Regions from separate parts of the Anas platyrhynchos genome. Here region 2 is linked to region 1. A link is a contact called in public Hi-C data. All regions are on one chromosome and are shown on one strand. Each heading gives the region's core, a stretch centred on a gene start, on an enhancer-like site or on the middle of the called end of the contact. The rest is flanking DNA. Distances are from core to core; before and after follow the strand shown.

Region 1 (5,147 bases), core at 669-3,168:
CAGAGGAGTACGCTGCAGGAGGGCCCTGTAGCCCCGGCCAGAAGGGAGGCTGCCGTTCGTTGTCTGTGGGGTTGGGGCTTTGCTTTGTGAGCTTCCTCCTTGCTGCTGTGCCCCACAGCCTGGAGCAGGAGGTGCTGCCCGTGCCTTCAGAGCAGGGGCCTGCTGGTCCTTGGGTCCCCCGGGGGGACTGAGTGGCTTCCTTCTGCTCGTCCTTCTTCAAGCTTTCCTCTGCGGGTGTTTGACTCATCTCAGTACCCTAGGTTTTACGTTTTTGTCGTGGAAACAGTGATTTGAAAAGGGCTCTTTGAGATTTGCATGTAAATGCACGTCCTTGCTTTGTGTATTCCCTAATATGTTACCCTGGCCTTCGTGATAACGGGGCTGAAACTATTCCTTTGCCTTTCCTGACAATACATTGGGATCTGGGCAACTTCCTTTCCCCCTGTTCATGAGAAGCACGTGTCCATCGCTTGACACGTCTCAGAGCTGTCCCTTTGCCACCCGGTGCCAGCAGCACGCGTCCCAGCCAGGTGCAGTTTCTGCTGAGCCCTTTGGCTGCCCGGGCTCAGCGCGTCGGGCTGACACCGCCACCCGGAGCGGGTCACTTGTTCCCTTGGCCTGACGAGCTCGTGACCCTGCCTCCCTCCACCAGAAGGCTTTCCAGGGCACGTTGGATCTGAGATTATTTTTCCATAGGCTGAAGTGCTGTCGTTGTCTTCGTCTACGGCTTGTGCAAAGGGCGTAAGATAATTTTGGCGCTCTCTTTTTTTCTGGGGGGTCAGGGTGGTTACAGCTACCCAGTGACAGTGGGATAGCGAAGCGGGGCAGGAAGGCAGGACAGGACGTGGGTTTTCATATTCCTCCCTCTGTCCTGCACGAGGTCACAAAAGGGTTTTATTTTATTTTATTTTTTTTTTTTTACCCACCGAGCTGAGCGCTGAGCAGTTCAGCGGCTGTGACGCCCCGAGTCGCAGCGCTCGTGCAGGCAAGGGCTTTGCTTTATGCTCCTCAGACCTACGTCATGGGACGATGGCGCTGCGATTCAGAGATGTTTTCGAAGGGCTAATTTAACACAGATGAGCTCCAGCAGTGCTGCAAGCTGCTCTGGGCAGGAATACCAACAAGCCGGGTGCGTGCCCCACCGCGATGGAGCGCTTCTGCCCCTGGGCCACTGGTTCCTTGCGACGACAAGGTGAACCGAAGGAAAAAGGTGATGAATCCTGAAATCGCCTTTTCAGAAAGATGGCAATGGATTATGCTGCTGAAATCAGGGTAATCTCGAAAAGATCAGAGCTCTGTTGGTGTCTGTGTTTAATATGCTGGGGAAGAATTACCCTTGTTGTCTTGGATACGTGGTTCCGAAATACTCTCCAGCCTGCAAGGATTTTGTGGAGATTTCAGCAAATGAGAACATGATCGAGAAATACCGCTCGGCGTTGCGAGTGTAAAAATAAACTGGTGTCTTGGGGCGTGTGTTTTTTTGTGCTCGTTTCGCTGAGCTCCCAACGTGCACTTTATTCCCCTTGTCCTGCGGAGCCGTGCCCTGGGCAGCGTGAGCTGTGCCGGGGAGGGTGAGAGGAGCGGTGCAGGGGGCATCCTGCTGGGAGCTGCAGCCGAGGGGTTTTCATCGCTGTGCAGCGGAGCCCAGCAGGACCTGCGGCAGGCTGGGCTTGGCTGGGTGCAGCAGGGAGCTGTGGAGATGGTGAGGCAGCAAACAGAACAAACAGCAGCGACAGCAAACGGAGCAAGTGGCCATCCCCAGGACATGTTCCGCCTTGCCTGGATCCACCTGGAAGAGAGGAGGGGGGAAAAAATCCTTCTGAAAGCGAAGGCGTTGCCTTTCCTCTGAACAAACCTTCCCCCACGCATCACCAAAAAGCGTTTTGCATGGGAATGTCCCCGTTTCAGACCTGGCAAGCTGGTGCACAGTGAGCATGGGGCTTGAAAATGTGCTTCTGCGTGGGACCTCCGGGCAGCTAAACCACCTCTTGGAGGCCACCGCTTCCTTCTCAGCCTCTACACGAAGGCTTTTGCGCCACGGGTGAGCCCCTCTTGCTTCAGCAGGGTGGTGGGGCCAGGGGTACAGCCAGCTTTTGGCCTTTTGTCACGTCTGTGGACCTTCTAAAGGCAACCTGGAGGAGTGGTGCTGTGCCAGGCGCTGCGAGCAGTCGCGGTTATTGTGTCTGGGGTTTCGGCCCTCGTCCCTCTTAGCCGGGGAGAATCACAAGGGCTCGAGTGCTTGGCTCTTCTGAGTGCCGAGGCCTTGACAGAGAGCTCCTCTCCTAAATGTTTGTTCAAACAAGTGTAAACAAGAGCTTCAAGCAGTCTAAATGAAAATACCTTCCCTTTGTTGATAAGGTTGCTCCTCTCGGTGACTCATCCCCTCCGCTGGTGCTTGAACATCTGCAGAAATCCCCGAGGATCCAGCACTGGTGTCTCTCAGCGAGTGTTTGCCCTGCAGAGGGAGGAGAGCCACCGCTTGCACCTTGGAGTAAGGGCAGAAAAGCCTCTTGCAGGAGACGAGGTCTGAGCTTTGCCGCTTCGCACAGGGACTCAGCCCCGATGTGATCAGCTCGGCTTGGAGAGAGAGGGCAGGGACAGAGAGAGAGGCGGTAGGCAAAAACTGATGTGGAGGAGAGCGCGGTGTTTTTATGTTGTATTTGGGTGAGGCTTGGACTTTCTGGAGTTAGGGGAAGTCCCCAGCAGGGCCAGCACACGGCGGAGCAGAGCGTAAGCCCTGGGGCAGCGCAGAGGCAGGCAGCGGGAGCGAAGGAGCGTGCACGGTGAGCTGCTGGCTCCTGCTGTGCCCTACCAGCTCCGGTCCCTCTCTTAAATGGTTTCCAGAGAGGATTTCTGGTCGTGTACCTCTGCTGAGACAGCAGTTCGGAGGGGATCAGAAATGCAGGAGCCTGGTTTCCTGCAGCCACGTGGCGTTTCGTTCATCAAGTGGTGCCTGCAGGGGCTCCCTGCCATCCCTAGCTGCGCTGCCACGCGTGCCGAGGGAACCTCATCTCTTGCTCACCTGGCTCCGGGGCAGGGACAGCATCCTCTTCATCCCCTCGTGGGGCCACGTGCCTGCTGGCAGCCCCACGTAGTGCCTCCCTGCCTGACCGTGGCTGCAGGCAGCTCTCTGCTCCGGCAGGGAAACGTCACCTAACAATAATCAGCAGTTTGGCCACCCTGCAGAGCAGTGCAAAAGGACCTTGGAGTCCGACTGGCACCCAGGTCCTTTTTGGCTTTCCCCCAGGCTGGGCTGGTGCAGCCTCGCTGCTGACTAACGGGGAGGTGGGAGTTATCCTCACCTCCCTTTGCCAGCTGGGCGGCATCAAGCTGTGCTGGTGACTCACGCCCGAGGTACGGGGGCTCCTTTGCAATGCCCTGCGAGGGGGGGGAAGGTGAATTTGGAGTTAGCTTTCTTGATGCCTGCTGTGCCCTGCGCCCAGGACAGAGCCCTCTGCCCGACCTGCCCCGTCTCCTGGGGGCAGCTGAGCCCGCTGGAGCAGTGCAGAGCATCAGACGATAACAGAACAATTCTCCCAAAATGAAAGCAAACCACAAAAATTTGGTGTGCTGCCAGAGTTACTGGGCACGGAGATTTGTAACCTTAGGTGGGTCGGAGGAGAGGCAGAGCCGGTGCAAGGCTGTGCTCTGTAAAGGCGGGCCAGGAGTGTGATAAACAACACAAACACTGATTTCAGCCATGGCAGCTTGTGATTTGGGCCAGCCCGATGGCAGGAAGGCCCTCGAGATGTGCAAAACGGGGCAGCCGAAACTGCAGAAGGTGAGGGGCGTAGAGGAGGAGCGGGGCTGTGTGAGGGTTTGTGGGGCTGTGCATGGTGTGCAGGGCTGTGCAGGGCTGTGTGATGCTGTGCAGGGTGTGCAGGACTGTGCAGGGCTGTTGCCATCTGCTGGGCAGTCGCTGGGGCTCCCCGTGGTAGGGGAAGGATGCGAGGAAGGATGCATCGCAGCCACCAGAGGGGTGCTGTGCATTCTCAGGACAGCAGCGCTCAGCAGGCGAGCAGCGGCGCTCACCGGACACGTGCACCCTGCAAGCCTTATCCCCAGCTTGTCCCCTGGGCTCAGTGTTCAGGAGCAACTCACGGCACAGCTGTAGTGGGTCTGGGGAGGAAAGCAGTCTTCAGTGGGGTCATGCAGTCTTTGATGGGGTCCTGCAGTTCTTTTTGGGGTCCCACGTCTAGTTTTGGGAGGGGGATGTCCCTGGATATCCCAGGCACCCTGTCTGCAGTGAAATGAGCTGGTGGTTGCTGCAAACTGTTGCATCTGTTGAAGCTGGAATCTCTTTTTCATGTGGAGTAATTGAATTGAATGCTTCTGGAAGGGTGTAAAAACCAGAGGGAGGCAATTTAAATCCACACTGCTGAATTTCTCCGGCTGCCTGGGGATTGAAGGCTGGCACGACCCGAGCTGTGTGGTGGTGATGGGGGAGCTGTAGCTGAATCACAGCCTGCAAGAGCAGCTCACGGGCACAGCGACCACCGCTCCTCTTGGTTTGTGCCTCGCAGTGGGCACATGGGGGTGGTTTTATCTCCTCCTGGGCCCTGCGGACCTTCTGAGCACCCCTTCCTTACTGCAGGCTGCCCTAGGAGCTGTTTCCCTTCCACGTGGTGGAAGCACAAAGCTGGCTGCTGAGCTCAGGCAGCATTTGCAGGAGGTGGCAGCTCAGCTCAGGCTTTCCCTTCTCCTACCACTGCCTTTCCCTGTCTGGTAGGACCGGCCTCTGCGGGCTCCTGTGCAGGGGAACCCCAAAAACTCATCGTGTCCGAACAGAAGGTGATCACCAAACCCTCTTCAAGTCAGTTGCTGGAATTAGCATTGCTCTGGCCATAAGGGGCTGCTGCACTCAGAATCTCTGGGGTGGCTGGAACTGCAGGAGAGTGAAACACGATGGATGCAGCTTTGTCTGCTCGTCCATCCATCCCCTAGGGGAGCCCACGGAGCCTCCCTGCCCCACAGAGCAGCAGCAAAGGCAGCCCTGGTCGTGCAGAGCTCTCGTGTGCACAGCAAACAAGCCAACAGCTGGTGTTATCTGCAGTGATTAGGCACAGAAAACACGGCGATTGCTAAAACTGCTGGATCAAACTCCAAAATCTGGCTCTGCTGACAACCTTGGAAGAAGCAGCTTGAAT
Region 2 (5,123 bases), core at 1,985-4,484, 54 kb before region 1:
TAGCTACAACTTCCTTCGTGCTTTAAGACGTAAACGCCTCAGTTTGATAATATGGGTGTGGTTACACCACAGGAGCACAGATGAAATTTCCTGTTCCGTGGCTTTTAAACTCTGTGTCTGGTACACATTGCAGTTCTACTACTGGATTAATTGCCCAATCTTGAGTTATGTCATCTGGTTACAGAAAAGATGTTAATTCAGCCACCTGGCACGGAAAGCTTTCAGCTGCTTCGCTGGTGGTGCAGCTGATGAGGCTGATGCTTGGATTGCATCATTCCTTGCAACTTTCTTAGTAGATGTTCATGCCTAGTTTTCCAACCTGATCTCACTTTAAAAAGGGCATGACTGGTCCTTGCATGGGACAAGCCGTGTGTTGAGGAAGGTGGCTTAAGAAAAGAAAAAAGAACAAACAGAACAAAATCCCAAATCCCCAGACTTTGGTGGTGCCAGCAGAAATGGTTGCATGGTCAGGTGACGGCTAACTTTGCAGCTTGGTATTATTTGTATGCGATCAATGGAGGAAAGAGTATCTTCTGCACTCCATCCATACCTGTTGCATAGTACCTGAGATGAAAGGATGTCTTTTCAGTGACATATTCTTAGTGTTATAGTGGAAGTAGAAAAAGTGCCGGCTTTGTTTTAGAGGGCAAGGGCCTGAATTCATTGACCAACAGTGTATGGGAAGAAGATAGCAGAACAAAGAGCCTCAGGGGCTGTCCCCTTTTGTAGGCAGACAGCAATTCTATCCCCTTCATCTGTTCCTTATTCACATCCCAGAAGTATAGCACCAGCCATGCTCCTGAGGAGCAGGTTGAGCAGTAAGAGATGCTGGTGCCTCCTGTTCACAGGCAGCTGCCATTCCTCCTGGAAAACCGCTCCTGCTGCCTTGCCTGTTTTGTCTTCTTGGGCTGCTGCTTTAGCCAATGGTTATCCATTTCCCTCTCAGAGGTAGTGGAATATCAGATACTACCACAGGCTTTTTCCTTGCAGGTAGGTTGTGACCTAAAACGACATGTTACTCTTAATCCAAGGCTCTATTTGATGCTGTGTGGATAAGCCCGTAAAGCTGTGCTGCAGGCTCTTTGCAGTGGCTCCTGTTAAACTGTCACCTGATTTACATCTCTCCTTTGCTGGAAGGGCTGTGAGCACAGCAGTCCCTGCAGAATTGCTTTATCACACTCCTTTTGTCTTCTCCGTGGTCACAGGTACGAAGATGCCTTGGTTCTGTTGCTGACGGAGGTGTTGAATCGAATCCAGTTCAGGTATAACCAGGCACAGCTGGAGGAACTGGATGATGAGACACTGGATGATGATGTAAGGAGCAGAGTTGAACAAGGGCAGCTGCTGGTTCAGATATTAACTGCCGCACTCATTACACCTGGAATGTCTTTCCCAAAGCTTGAGTTCTGGAATGCAGGCTAGATACCCGCTGCTTCACTCAGTTCTGTGTGGGTTTTGAGGTTTAAAGAAACACAGAATGCATTTATCAAAAATACATCTAAGTTACTCTGAAAGTATATGACCTTTGTTTTTAACTTGTTTTTTATGGGGAAAAATGCAGGTATCTCTGTTCCGTTTATCAGAGGCACTGGGTGTCTGTGTCTGGTTGCTTTGGAATGTAAACGCAGAAAGATTTTTCAAGACAAAAGCTTTAAGCTGTGTATATTAGTGCTTTCGTCTGAGCATATTTCTCTGAAGTCAGTAAATATCATCTCAATCCATACCGATAACAGTAAAAGTAAAGAGCAGAAGGTGGCTGAAGCATCAGAGACTGGAGCATTAGAGAGCCACGTGGTGGTACATAACTGATGCCAGTCATCTGTGCAGTAACTGTGCTTCGGGAGTGAATGCTTGTGGCTTATCACCCCAGGGAAATAGAGATATGCAGGCCCAGAGAGAGGGTCAGTAAAACTGTGCCCAGCCAGGTGTCTGGCACCATGTGAGGCTCAGGAGTGGTACCTCTCCCGTAGCTGGGTGTCTGCAAAAGCCAGGCTGTGGAAAGGAGCTAGGCTGGGGCTTGGTGCTTGGGACCAGCTACAAAAGGCCACCCGTTTCCATCAGGAATCGCTGTGCTTACCTTGTTGTTTCTTCCCATAGCAGCAGACTGAGTGGCAGCGGTACTTGCGCCAGAGCTTGGAAGTGGTTGCAAAAGTCATGGAGCTCTTGCCAACCCATGCCTTCTCCACACTAGTAAGTAACTATGCAGACCACAAGTACAACGTGAAATGAGCACCAACTGCTGGAATTCGTTGCAAGTGTTTCACAGAGGCCGGGGTGCCAAAAGAAGTAGGGAGATTTGCTTTTAGAAGCTAAAGCTTGGCAAAGGAGAGACCAGAAATCAAAAAATTGTTTTTTTGGCTTTGTTGAATTTCTTGCTGTGGTGTTGTGAAGATTTTTCACAGTGAGCATCTGAGTCCTACTTGCTGGACACCGAGCTTTATGGAAGTGCCCATCTCTCCAAGTGTAAATAATTCGTTGCTGTTTATCTTGGCCTTTATATTAGGAGACAGCATTGTGAACTGGATAGATGTGTGTTGTTAGGATTTTAAGGAGAGTGAAATCTTTGTTTAAATGAAAGGCTAGATGCAAATGCTGAAAACAGTGCCTCAGACAGTGGGGAATTACATCTGATAAACACAGCTAAGTGCTTCTTTCCAGCTAGGGTCACTGTTGCTGCTGGAACAAGTTTCCTTATTTTGTAGCGTTATAAGGGTTTCTGAGGAGGAGACTTCAAGGCCAGTGGAGTCCAAAATTCAGAGTTGGTCTTTTCTCTGGACAAGAAAAAAGGCAGGTATATGCAGTGGGAACTCAAAGCAAGTCTGTTAACCCCACTGGAGACAGCGCATGCCTAGATCTCTGAGCCGTGTTGTCAAGAAGCAGAGAACATTGAACTGCTACAGAGGCAGAAGATGCCTGACCTGGACTAAGCACCAGAAGCACGTTATCAGAAACTCCAGAGTAGTGAGCAAAATAGTTCTCATGCGAATGTCAAGTTCCTCTGCAGCGTGGTGGCATGGCATGAGTTAGCAAAAGGCAGACAAATGGAACAGCTGTTTGTGAGCACAGTGAGCATACGGGTCATACGGGGAAGAGCATGTGGCTTCCCTCAAAGTAACACGTTAGCATGAGGAAGATGATCTGCTCTTTTTAAATATTTCTCCTCTTGCAGGCACTCAACTGTTAAGTAGGCACAGTATGTTAGAAATGTGACAGTGAATTCTTGAGCCCTGTATTCATTCTTGCATGGTCTGGGAGATGTTCAAGAAGCTTTGCATGCCTTTCACAACAGTCTCTGCAGTGATGTTGAACGCAGTGGCTGGTCATCAGGAACAAATAACTGAAAGTCCAGCAGCTGCTGTTATTCTGTTCCATGCTGAGTAATGGGGGGCTGTAGTTCTTTGTGCTGATGTGCAAGTGAACTTTCATAAATCCAAACTCTTCAAATGTGGCGACTTTGCCAATAGAAAATGAGTAAATGTATGCCAGGGTGCAAGGTTGGAAACAGTTTTTCAGGTGAGATATCTACAACGAAAAGGTTACCATGCAATCTTGTATGCATGCAAATACGTTCAAGCACAAGGCAAGTAATCCCAAATAATACCACTGAAGTACCTTGGGTGCTGAACACTGGTCAGAAAGCTTCCTAGTCTATGTACAACATGTTCTCCAGGGTAGCATAACCTGTTACTCAGCTGAAGTATCAGTAGGAACAGGCATGCTTGCAGTCAGTCCTGAATGATGGAGTTAGGATAATGCTGTGTTCCCAGATCAGGATGCATGACGACTGTGTTGTTTGTTCCCTTGGCTGTTTTCCCTCTGGGACTTCAGCTGTTCTTGGTGCAGTCTGCAGTGTGCCAGCAGAGTGGCTGCAGTGTTTCCCTTCTGTGTTCTCTCAGAGGCACTGAACTCAGTTTCCATCAGTTGAGTGTTTTGGTAGCTGCATTTTGAGAACCTGATGCCTATGGGTTAGGTGGATGCAGTGCAAGTTTCCAGTGCTTCAGGCTCTGCTGTTCTTTGCTTGTGTGCTCCTGTTCTGTTTGATCGGGGTTCTACATCCAGCTGCACATTCGCACTGATGGCATGCTGTGCCATGCCAACCCTGATGTGTCAGACCTCTAGCTCGTGAGGCTGGAGGCTGGTGTTTGTGGGAAAAGGAGAGCCACCACAGGGAAGTGCCTTCAGGGTGCTTTTCGTGTCATTGTTTTCATAGGACCTAAAGAGACTGCATAATTAGCCCAGAAAACAGACCTGTCCTCCTTCCAAATGTCTTCTTGAAGGTTTTAGGGAGAAATAGGAAAAATGTTCTCTAATAGACTAATGGTAGAGTGTTAACTGACTGCCAAGCCCCCAGATCATGCTCATTTTTTCTCTTCTAGTTTCCAGTTCTGCAGGACAACTTGGAAGTGTATCTGGGACTCCAGCAGTTTGTGGTCACTTCAGGAACAGGTAACCACCGCCATCCAGCAAAAAGTCCTCACTCCTTGAGTAGCTTACTGCGAAAACACTATAGACCTGCTTTAGTATTGCTTCCTCTTCGCTGTGTTGAGGATCTGAAATTCTTACCATCACGCATGGTGTGTGATGACTTAGTAGTCGAACTCCAATAGCAAACAAAAGTCTAATAATTTTGTATTGATATGGTTCTTTCCTTGCTCTGATACTGGGAGATACCTTGGGTGTTGAGAGCAGCTTTGCAGCAGTCCCCCCCCCCAAAAAAAAGTAATTCTGATCCGAAGAACACTTAAGACACCCTAGGTTTAGTAGTAATGCCCAGGGTTTTTAATGTTGTAGCACTGATCTGTGTTAGCTGTCAGAAGTAACTCAGAGGCAACTGGGTGACAGCGTGCTGATGGTACGTAAATGGCAAGGCTGTTGCTGAAATTGTAAACAATACAAGATTAGATACGGTCAGTAGAAAGAAACAGATTTTCTTTGAAACACGTTGTTGCAGAATATATTTACTTTTTTAGTAAAAGGTCTGGGATGTTTGGAGACCAGGTGTACGTGGCTGAGCAGTAGGACAATTGCATAGGCAATAAGACTGGCAAATCTACTTACCTGCCTGTTTCTTGTTATCTGACAGATATGAAAGTATATAACCACATTTCAAATTAGAAGCAAAT

The links. A called contact is a pair of places that touch in the nucleus more often than the background predicts.
Region 2: a Hi-C map of subcutaneous adipose tissue shows a contact between it and region 1, with 1.9 times the contacts expected there. The contact joins two enhancer-like sites. A contact is called at or near these places in 3 of 8 Hi-C or Micro-C datasets (liver, skeletal muscle and subcutaneous adipose tissue).

What each region holds. Positions count from the first base shown.
Region 1 is chr15:8,090,107-8,095,253 of IASCAAS_PekinDuck_T2T, reverse strand. All of the region lies in intron 3 of RAB11FIP3 (RAB11 family interacting protein 3), which reads left to right. Among named protein-coding and RNA genes, the nearest start is that of RAB11FIP3, 29 kb to the left of the region's middle. Within about 2 kb of position 1,918, at least 2 of the 8 cell types and tissues checked have an H3K27ac peak or open chromatin away from gene starts, as enhancers often do.
Region 2 is chr15:8,145,747-8,150,869 of IASCAAS_PekinDuck_T2T, reverse strand. XPO6 (exportin 6) reads left to right here. Exons shown (of 24, transcript XM_027469380.3): 10 at 1,206-1,314; 11 at 2,101-2,190; 12 at 4,377-4,446. Among named protein-coding and RNA genes, the nearest start is that of DECR2, 22 kb to the right of the region's middle. Within about 2 kb of position 3,234, at least 2 of the 8 cell types and tissues checked have an H3K27ac peak or open chromatin away from gene starts, as enhancers often do.